Regions from separate parts of the Pan troglodytes genome. Here region 2 is linked to region 1. A link is a contact called in public Hi-C data. All regions are on one chromosome and are shown on one strand. The core of a region is the stretch at or near the end of the contact, and the rest is flanking DNA. Distances in the headings are between cores, read along the strand shown.

Region 1 (4,413 bases), core at 227-2,726:
CCATGTGCTGGGGCTGGGCGAGCCTCTGGCCCTGAAGTCTCCCCGGGCTCTCAGACTCTTCTCCCACCTGCGCCACCCAGTGTGTGTGGAGCTGCTGACAGTGCTGTGGGTGGTGCCTACCCTGGGCACGGACCGTCTCCTCCTTGCTTTCCTCCTTACCCTCTACCTGGGCCTGGCTCACGGGCTTGATCAGCAAGACCTCCGCTACCTCCGGGCCCAGCTACAAAGAAAACTCCACCTGCTCTCTCGGCCCCAGGATGGGGAGGCAGAGTGAGGAGCTCACTCTGGTTACAAGCCCTGTTCTTCCTCTCCCCCTGAATTCTAAATCCTTAACATCCAAGCCCTGGCTGCTTCATGCCAGAGGCCCAAATCCATGGACTGAAGGAGCTGCCCCTTCTACTACTTGAGACTTTATTCTCTGGGTCCAGCTCCATACCCTAAATTCTGAGTTTCAGCCACTGAACTCCAAGGTCCACTTCTCACCAGCAAGGAAGAGTGGGGTATGGAAGTCATCTGTCCCTTCACTGTTTAGAGCATGACACTCTCCCCCTCAACAGCCTCCTGAGAAGGAAAGGATCTGCCCTGACCACTCCCCTGGCACTGTTACTTGCCTCTGCGCCTCAGGGGTCCCCTTCTGCACCGCTGGCTTCCACTCCAAGAAGGTGGACCAGGGTCTGCAAGTTCAACGGTCATAGCTGTCCCTCCAGGCCCCAACCTTGCCTCACCACTCCCGGCCCTAGTCTCTGCACCTCCTTAGGCCCTGCCTCTGGGCTCAGACCCCAACCTAGTCAAGGGGATTCTCCTGCTCTTAACTCGATGACTTGGGGCTCCCTGCTCTCCCGAGGAAGATGCTCTGCAGGAAAATAAAAGTCAGCCTTTTTCTACATATGGCATGCAGTCTGTCAGTGTCTCCCAAGCTACAGGGCTGAGTTTGGGAAAGAAAGCCAGAGGGAGCCTGGGAGCACCGAACTGGAGTCTGGGCAGCCACCACGCTCTCTGGCAACCGCTGGGGTTCGGCCACCCCCGCAGACCCGCCCCCACTTTGCCAGAGCGGCCGGGTCCCCATTCCCATTCCTTCAAATCCCCTTTTTCCCGGCAGCCGACCTGTAGACCCAAGGGAGACAGGTTGAAGCTAGAAAGAGTCGGGGCAGCAGCTCTGGTAGGGGAGGGAGCTTCCAAAACCTCTGGCTTCTGAGCGCCTCTCCTGCCGCCCATCCACAAAGCCCCCCACAGCCTGGCGGTTGCCCTCGACCCCGCAAAACAAAGGACTTCAGAGGCTGGACCTACAGACCCAGATGAGAAGGCAAAAGCGTAGGGAGGAGCGGCAGGAGATGGGAAGGGCGGGCCCCGCTCGGAGCAGCTGCCGCTTCCTCCCAAAGTCCCACGAGGGGCCTGAGTCACGGGCCACCGCCCTGGGTCGGCGAGCTGGGGGAAGGGATCTGGACACCTGGGGTGTCCGGGCGGGAAGCTGGTGAGGGCCCCTGGGGACAGAGCGGAGGACCAGTGGTTGGGGCGAGAAGAGGGCAGTCCCGCAGCGAGTCCCACGCGGGGTGGGAGGGATCTAGGCCCCGCCCTCTCCTCGGCTCCGCCCTGCGCCCCCTTCCCTCTCCTCATTGTCCTTAGACAAAGCGGTCGCCGCCCCCGCCCGGCCCCCTGGTCTCTGTCTCCATCCCTCCTCCTTTGCTGCCTCTTTCCCTCCTCCTCTCCCTCCCTCCTCCCCTCCCTCCAGTCTCCGGATCTCCCTCGGTCCCTCTCTCCTCCTCTTCCTCTCTCTGGACGCCCGGCTCCTCCGCACCCCCTCCCCCGGGGGTCCCGCGGCGTGTGAGTTGACTGAGGGGCTCAGACTTGGGGAGTGGGTGTCTCCTCGCCCCTGTCCTTGCTCCCGTCCCTGGCCCGGACCTTGGCTGTCTCCTCTTTGTGCCGAGATTGTCAGTCTGTGCGGCTACAGCGGGGTGGAGACGGCCGGCTCTGTCACGGCTTCATGAGAGCGGGGACGGGGCGCAGGACTTGCAGGCGCCGGGGAGAAGAGACATGGAGCCGGCCCTTGGCACTCTGGGGTCGCGTGGCGCAGTCGGTGGGGGAGGCAGGCGGTGGTGACAGGACAGGGTGGGGGTGGACGCCAGGGTTCTGGGAACGCGCTGGCAGCCCTGACGCCCGGGTTCCGAAAGTCTCGGGGGTGGGTATTTCCCCCGACCCGCCTCGGGGGCGGAGTGCGGGGCAGAGGGGTGGGGGCTGGGGAGAGGCGTGGCCCGAGCGGTGCTGGAAGCGGAGCCGGGACCTTTGGGGCCCGCGCTGAGAAGCGCCCGGCTGCTGCCGCCGCGCTCCTTTCCCCTCTTCCCTGGTTTCCCTTCTCCTCTAGACCTGTTCGCTCTCCGCCCCTCCTTGCCTCCCCAACACCCCCTCAGGTCCCGTTGCCTCCTGGTCCTTTCAGGGATTCCTGGTCCTTCCTTCTCACACTAGCCTCCCTGGGGTATCGCTGAGGCAGCCTGGCCTGCACCCAGGTTCCCCTCACCCCTGCCACATTTCTCTCTTCTCCCTCACGCCAACTTTCCTTTTCGCCCTTCTCTCTCTTTCTCACATCCTAGAGACGGTCTTTAATACGCATTAACCCTGTGCTGCCACATCTGGCTCCTGCCCTCATTGCCTCCAATCCGGACTCTTCCTCTCACATCACCCCCACCACCCCCAACTTGGGCTCACAACTTCTCTTCACTTTTTCCATTTCCCCAGTTCTCTGCCTTCCGTCTTTCCCTCTGTCCTCATCCTTAGCCCCTCTGCCCTGCTTTGTGTCCCACCTCTCCCCCTCCACTTCCTCTCCTCCCACCCTCAGTCTCACCCCCTGGGCTGTCTCACTCTCTGGAGCCTCTCCTTCCTGTTCTCTGTCCCCAGTGCTCCCTACCCTCACCTCAAGACGACCATGGCCACCATCCCAGACTGGAAGCTACAGCTGCTAGCCCGGCGCCGGCAGGAGGAGGCGTCCGTTCGAGGCCGGGAGAAAGCAGAACGGGAGCGCCTGTCCCAGATGCCAGCCTGGAAACGAGGGCTCCTGGAGCGCCGCCGGGCCAAGCTTGGGCTGTCCCCTGGGGAGCCTAGCCCTGTGCTAGGGACTGTAGAGGCTGGACCTCCAGACCCGGATGAGTCTGCGGTCCTTCTGGAGGCCATCGGGCCAGTGCACCAGAACCGATTCATCCGGCAGGAGCGGCAGCAGCAGCAGCAGCAACAACAACGGAGTGAAGAGCTGCTAGCAGAGAGAAAGCCTGGGCCTCTGGAGGCCCGGGAGCGGAGACCCAGCCCTGGGGAGATGCGGGATCAGAGCCCCAAGGGAAGAGAGTCAAGAGAAGAGAGACTAAGTCCGAGGGAGACCAGAGAGAGGAGGCTGGGGATAGGGGGAGCCCAAGAGTTGAGCCTGAGGCCTCTGGAGGCTCGGGACTGGAGGCAAAGCCCAGGAGAGGTGGGAGACAGGAGCTCCCGACTGTCAGAGGCATGGAAATGGAGGCTGAGTCCTGGAGAAACTCCAGAGCGGAGTCTGAGACTAGCAGAGTCTCGAGAGCAAAGCCCCAGGAGAAAAGAGGTGGAAAGTAGACTGAGCCCAGGGGAATCTGCCTACCAGAAGTTGGGCCTGACAGAGGCCCATAAATGGAGACCTGACTCCAGAGAGTCTCAGGAACAGAGTTTGGTACAACTGGAGGCAACAGAGTGGAGGCTGAGGTCAGGAGAAGAAAGACAAGGCTACTCGGAAGAATGTGGGAGAAAAGAAGAGTGGCCAGTTCCAGGGGTGGCTCCAAAAGAGACTGCAGAGCTGTCCGAGACCCTGACAAGGGAGGCCCAAGGCAACAGTTCCGCAGGAGTGGAGGCAGCAGAGCAGAGGCCTGTGGAAGATGGCGAGAGGGGCATGAAGCCAACAGAAGGGTGGAAATGGACCCTGAACTCCGGGAAGGCTCGAGAATGGACACCCAGGGACATAGAGGCTCAAACTCAGAAACCAGAACCTCCAGAGTCAGCAGAGAAGCTTCTGGAATCTCCCGGTGTGGAGGCTGGAGAAGGGGAGGCTGAGAAGGAGGAGGCGGGGGCTCAGGGCAGGCCTCTGAGAGCCCTGCAGAACTGCTGCTCTGTGCCCTCCCCCCTCCCACCAGAGGACGCTGGGACTGGAGGCCTGAGACAGCAGGAAGAGGAAGCAGTGGAACTCCAGCCCCCACCACCAGCCCCTCTGTCTCCCCCACCCCCAGCCCCAACTGCCCCCCAACCTCCTGGGGATCCCCTCATGAGCCGCCTGTTCTATGGGGTGAAGGCAGGGCCAGGGGTGGGGGCCCCCCGCCGCAGTGGACACACCTTTACCGTCAACCCCCGGCGGTCTGTGCCCCCTGCGACCCCAGCCACCCCAACCTCTCCAGCCACAGTTGATGCTGCAGTCCC
Region 2 (4,389 bases), core at 696-3,195, 190 kb before region 1:
ATGAGATAGCATCTGTAAGGTACAGGCCCACTGATAAAAGCAACCATCCAAACTCCACTAAACATGATCTCTCTCTGTGGACTTCTCATGTGTCACTTGGGATCTCTGAGTGCCACCTCCCAAGTCATTCCACAACACTTGTTATTAAGAGTTTGCTTTGAGAGGCCGAGGTGGGTGGATCACCTGAGGTCAGGAGTTTGAGATCAGCCTGGCCAACATGGTGAAACCCCATCTCTACTAAAAATAGAAAAAAATTAGCTGGGTGTGGTGGTGCGCGTCTGTAACCCCAGCTACTTGGGAGGCTGAAGCAGGAGAATCGTTTGCACCTGAGAGGTGGAGGTTGCAGTGAGCCGAGATCACACCACTGCACTCCAGCCTGGGTGACAGAGGGAGACTCTGTCTCAAAAAATAATAATAATAAAATAAGAGTTTGCATAGGGCACCAGGTGCAGTGGCTCATGCCTATCATCCCAGCACTTTGGGAGGCCCGAGTCAGGCAGATCACCTGAAGTCAGGAGTTCGAGACCAGCCCGACCAACGTGGTGAAACCCTGTCTCTACTAAAAATGCAAAAAAATCAGCCAGGCATGGTGGCGGTTACCTGTAATCCCAGCTACTTGGGAGGCTGAGGCAGGAGAATCGCTTGAACCCGAGAGGTGGAGGTTGCAGTGAGCAGAGAATGCGCCATTGCACTCCAGCCTGGGAGACAAGAGTGAAAGTCCCTCTCAAAATAAATAAATAAATAAATAAATAAATAAATAAATAAATAAATAAAAATAAAAGAGTTTGCATAGGGCAGGGCTCTGACAGCGAGAGCTATGAAAGATGCATTCAGTAATGGAACCCACTCCCCACCTTCCAGGCCTTTACAATCTAGAGAGTGTTAGGCGTATATATGTAGTCACAGAAGACAGAACACCGTGCTACAGGCAGAGCTGGAAAAGGTCATGGGAACCCAGGGAAGGAGGAGGCCAGGTCCTCCTGAGTGGGACAGGAGACAAGACTCAGGAAGACCTCAGGGAGGAGCTGGAGCTTGAACTGGGCCTTAAGTCATGCTAAGATTTGCAGAGATGAGGCAAGGCCATTCCTGGCCAGAGAAGCGGAGGAGCCAAGGCAGGGAGGCGTGAATATGGCTATGTCCAAATGCAGCCTCACCTGGAAGAAGGGTCCATCCCATGAGTGAAACCAGAAAGGCAGATTTGGAACCTATCATTGAGTAGTTTGGCTTATTCTGAAGGTGAGGAGAAAGAACCTTGGGGTTTTGAGCTGGGAAATGACATGTTTAGATTTGTGTTCTTTTAAAAGTGGTTTTTGGCAGCAGCATGTGGGATGCAGAGTTCAGAGTAATGGCTGAAGGGAGGGAGGAGTTAATCCCACTTTATCCTGTGTACGTCCCATGGTGCTCCCCCTAAGCCTCCAGCCAGGACAGCAGTGCACATCCTAGGTGTTTTACTAGCATTTTCAACCATCCTGTGTTTGCCTCCTCAGGGCCCTCTGACATGAGTGGGGCAGGGCTCTCATAAAAAGAAAACCTTGTAATCCCAGCTACACAGAAGCTGAGGCAGGAGGATGGCTTAAGCCCCAGAGTTCGAAGTAACAGTAACTATGATCACACCACTACACTCCAGCCTGGGTGACGGAGCAAGACTCTATCGCCAAAAAAAGAGTGAGAAAAAAGAAAACTAGGCCCAGAGGGGCTGCGATTTACCTTAAATTGCAATAGCAATTTAATTGCCACTTAATGGCAAGTGGCTGCTTCCTACCCAGAACTTCCCCTGGATTCCTCCATCTCAGTCTTCCAAAATGGAAAGGGGGATGTAGAATGGCTCCCTGGGCCTCCGGACTGGACCGATGACCCTGGACCAACCGCTAAGCCTGGTGAGTCCTGCCTCTGCGGAAGCCCGGCCTTGATAAACTTATCCGAGTATTCTTTAGGCCTTATGGTCCAGGCAGTGAACAGGAAGGCCACTTGGGGGCGCTTGCTGCACAGGTGACCAACTCCAATTACTGGAAAATGGAAGGAAAGTGAAAGCGGCTGGGAAAGAGATTCAGGCTTGGGCAGGGAATGGCGGGAAGCACCCCAAAGCAGCAGACCCAAGAGAGAGATCAGAAAGGCTGACTGGAAGCCCAGGGCAGCTGCAGGGCTATTTAGGGTACAATGACCTAATATGCACGTATAGGAGATGTTGTCATTTATAGGCAGAATGTTAGAATCTTCACTTTCTCTTTTCTATTGTCCTTTGCTAAAAAGCCTGTGGAATTCTCAGCAGCCTCTTAGGATCCCTGAGCCTTGCTGTGAGCCAGGCTCTGCTCTCAGCACTTTCCAGAGCCATCTCATTTGGCCCACACAGCAGTTCTGTGATGTGGCATTTTGAAACATGCCCACTTAGGGTAGAAACTGAGAGTTAGAAAAGTTGCTCTCCATCCCCATCCCCCATACACACACAGTAAATGGCAGATCTGGAATTCAGATCTCAGTTGTTTGTTTATGTGTTTTATAGAGACGAGCTCTCTGTCACCCAGGCTGGAGTGCAGGGGTACAATTATAACTCAATGCAACCTCTCAAGCCATCCTGCCACCTCAGCCTCCCAAATAGCTGGGGCTCAGGCACCATCATGTCCTGTTATTTTTTATTTTTATTTTTTTGAGACAGAGTCTCGCCCTGTTGCCCAGGCTGGAGTGCAATGGCACACTCTCGGCTCACTGCAACCTCTGCCTCCCGGGTTCAAACGATTCTCCTGCCTCAGCCTTGAGATTAGCTGGGATTATACGTGCCCGCCACCACACCCAGCTAATTTTTGTATTTTTAGTAGAGACAGGATTTCACCATGTTGGCCAGGCTGATCTTGAACTCATGACCTCGTGATCCGCCCGCCTCCGCCTCCCAAAGTGCTGGGATTACAGGCATGAGCCACCACGCCCAGCCATTTTTTGTTTGTATGTAGAGATTGGTAGAGATAGGGTCTCACCATGTTACGCAGGCTAGTCTCAAACTCCTGGCCTCAAGCGATCCTTCTGCCAGAGCCTCCCAGTGTAATGAGATTACAGGCGTGCGCCACAATGCTTGGCCCAAATCTGAGTCTTTTTGACTACAGAGCCAAAGCTAGGCTGGAGGATCTCAGCCACCATTCTTTTTCCAACTCTAGAGGTCTATAATACATTCTTATCCTTTCTCTCTAGTCCTTGAACATCTTGGAACATTGTCATTAACTCCTCTAACTTCTTTTATCTCCCAAGAACACTGGTGGCCCAAATTATTCTTGTGTACAAAAAAATGTACAGAGATCCAAAAATGGTAAATGCTTACCTCAAGGTCACCCTGGAAGTCAAGGTCAGTGCTAGGATAGTGTTCTCAAACTGAGGTCTCTGGACTCCTGAGGACCCGTGAATACCTGTGAAAACTATTAAGTTCCATGTCTAACTTTCCTTTGTAGCATTTGAAAAGTGTTATAAGCATGTTTTGGGTCATTTGTAACTGATCCTGGCCCTGCTTCTGAGTACCTGCATTTGCATTTACCTATTTATAGCTTTAATTGTCTTGGTCGCATTTGTACCAAGTGAAGGCCAGGAGACAAGTTCTAACAAAGATTTCTTAGTAATTTGAACAGACATGAGAAGGGGAAGAATTGAGTCATCGCCAGGCACACAGTGGAATATTGTGCCAAGTGCGGAAGAACCTTCATCAGGCAGTACATGGTCTGTTGCCAGCAGCAACTTCATTTCAGAAAAACACTATTTATTACATTAATGTTAAACTTGTCTTTATACTTTTGTTTGTACCTATGGCTACTTTGCTTTGATTTTATAACTGCTTAACTACTGAAGCATAAGGAATTCATAGTTAGTTGTGTTTCCACACATTTAAATTATAAAAATAATTTAAGTCCATAAAAATTGTTTTCCTTCCAAAAAGGTCCATCCATACATTACTCAAGTTCTTGCTCTCACAGTAGGTATAAACTAAACCTGGGCCATCAAGAGTCTCCAAGGAAAACTTGCAATGATGGAGTCCCTGTTAAAGGTCAAAAATCTCCCCGACCCTCAAGATCCAGTGCAAGTGAAGCAGCCAGTTGTCTGGGGTAAATACCCAGGGTTTGCCGTCCCATGCCAGGAAAATGTAGAACACGGACACACGCGAGGAGTTTAAGAGGGAAGCTTTAATAGGCAAAAGAAAGAAAGGAAAACAGCTCTCTCTCTAGTGAGAGAGGGGACTTCCGAGAGAAAAAGGGCAGCTGGAGGCAGATGAGCCGAATTTATAGTCCAGCTTGAGGAGGCGGCGTCTGATTTACTTAGGACTCACAGATTGGTTTGATCAGGTGTTTGTTTACATAGCTGGGAAGGCTGGCCGCCCCACCCTAAGCTTATTATGCAAATGAACTCTCTCGGAGG

Evidence for each region. A called contact is a pair of places that touch in the nucleus more often than the background predicts.
Region 2: a Hi-C map of stem cell-derived neural progenitor cells shows a contact between it and region 1, with 2.5 times the contacts expected there. The contact joins the enhancer-like site here to the promoter of PPP1R18 in region 1. A contact is called at or near these places in 2 of 7 Hi-C or Micro-C datasets (induced pluripotent stem cells and stem cell-derived neural progenitor cells) and 1 of 1 datasets of contacts at active chromatin or transcription factors (stem cell-derived excitatory neurons).

What each region holds. Positions count from the first base shown.
Region 1 is chr5:36,564,259-36,568,671 of NHGRI_mPanTro3-v2.0_pri, reverse strand. PPP1R18 (protein phosphatase 1 regulatory subunit 18) reads left to right here and starts at 1,476. Exons shown (of 4, transcript XM_001147183.7): 1 at 1,476-1,821; 2 at 2,890-4,413. The coding sequence starts at 2,918. It overlaps NRM (nurim), which reads left to right. Exons shown (of 4, transcript NM_001040116.1): 4 at 1-274. The coding sequence ends at 274.
Region 2 is chr5:36,755,322-36,759,710 of NHGRI_mPanTro3-v2.0_pri, reverse strand. No RefSeq gene overlaps it. Among named protein-coding and RNA genes, the nearest start is that of DDR1, 11 kb to the left of the region's middle. Within about 2 kb of position 1,945, at least 10 of the 24 cell types and tissues checked have an H3K27ac peak or open chromatin away from gene starts, as enhancers often do. A contact at or near this core is called in stem cell-derived neural progenitor cells, where this site is marked.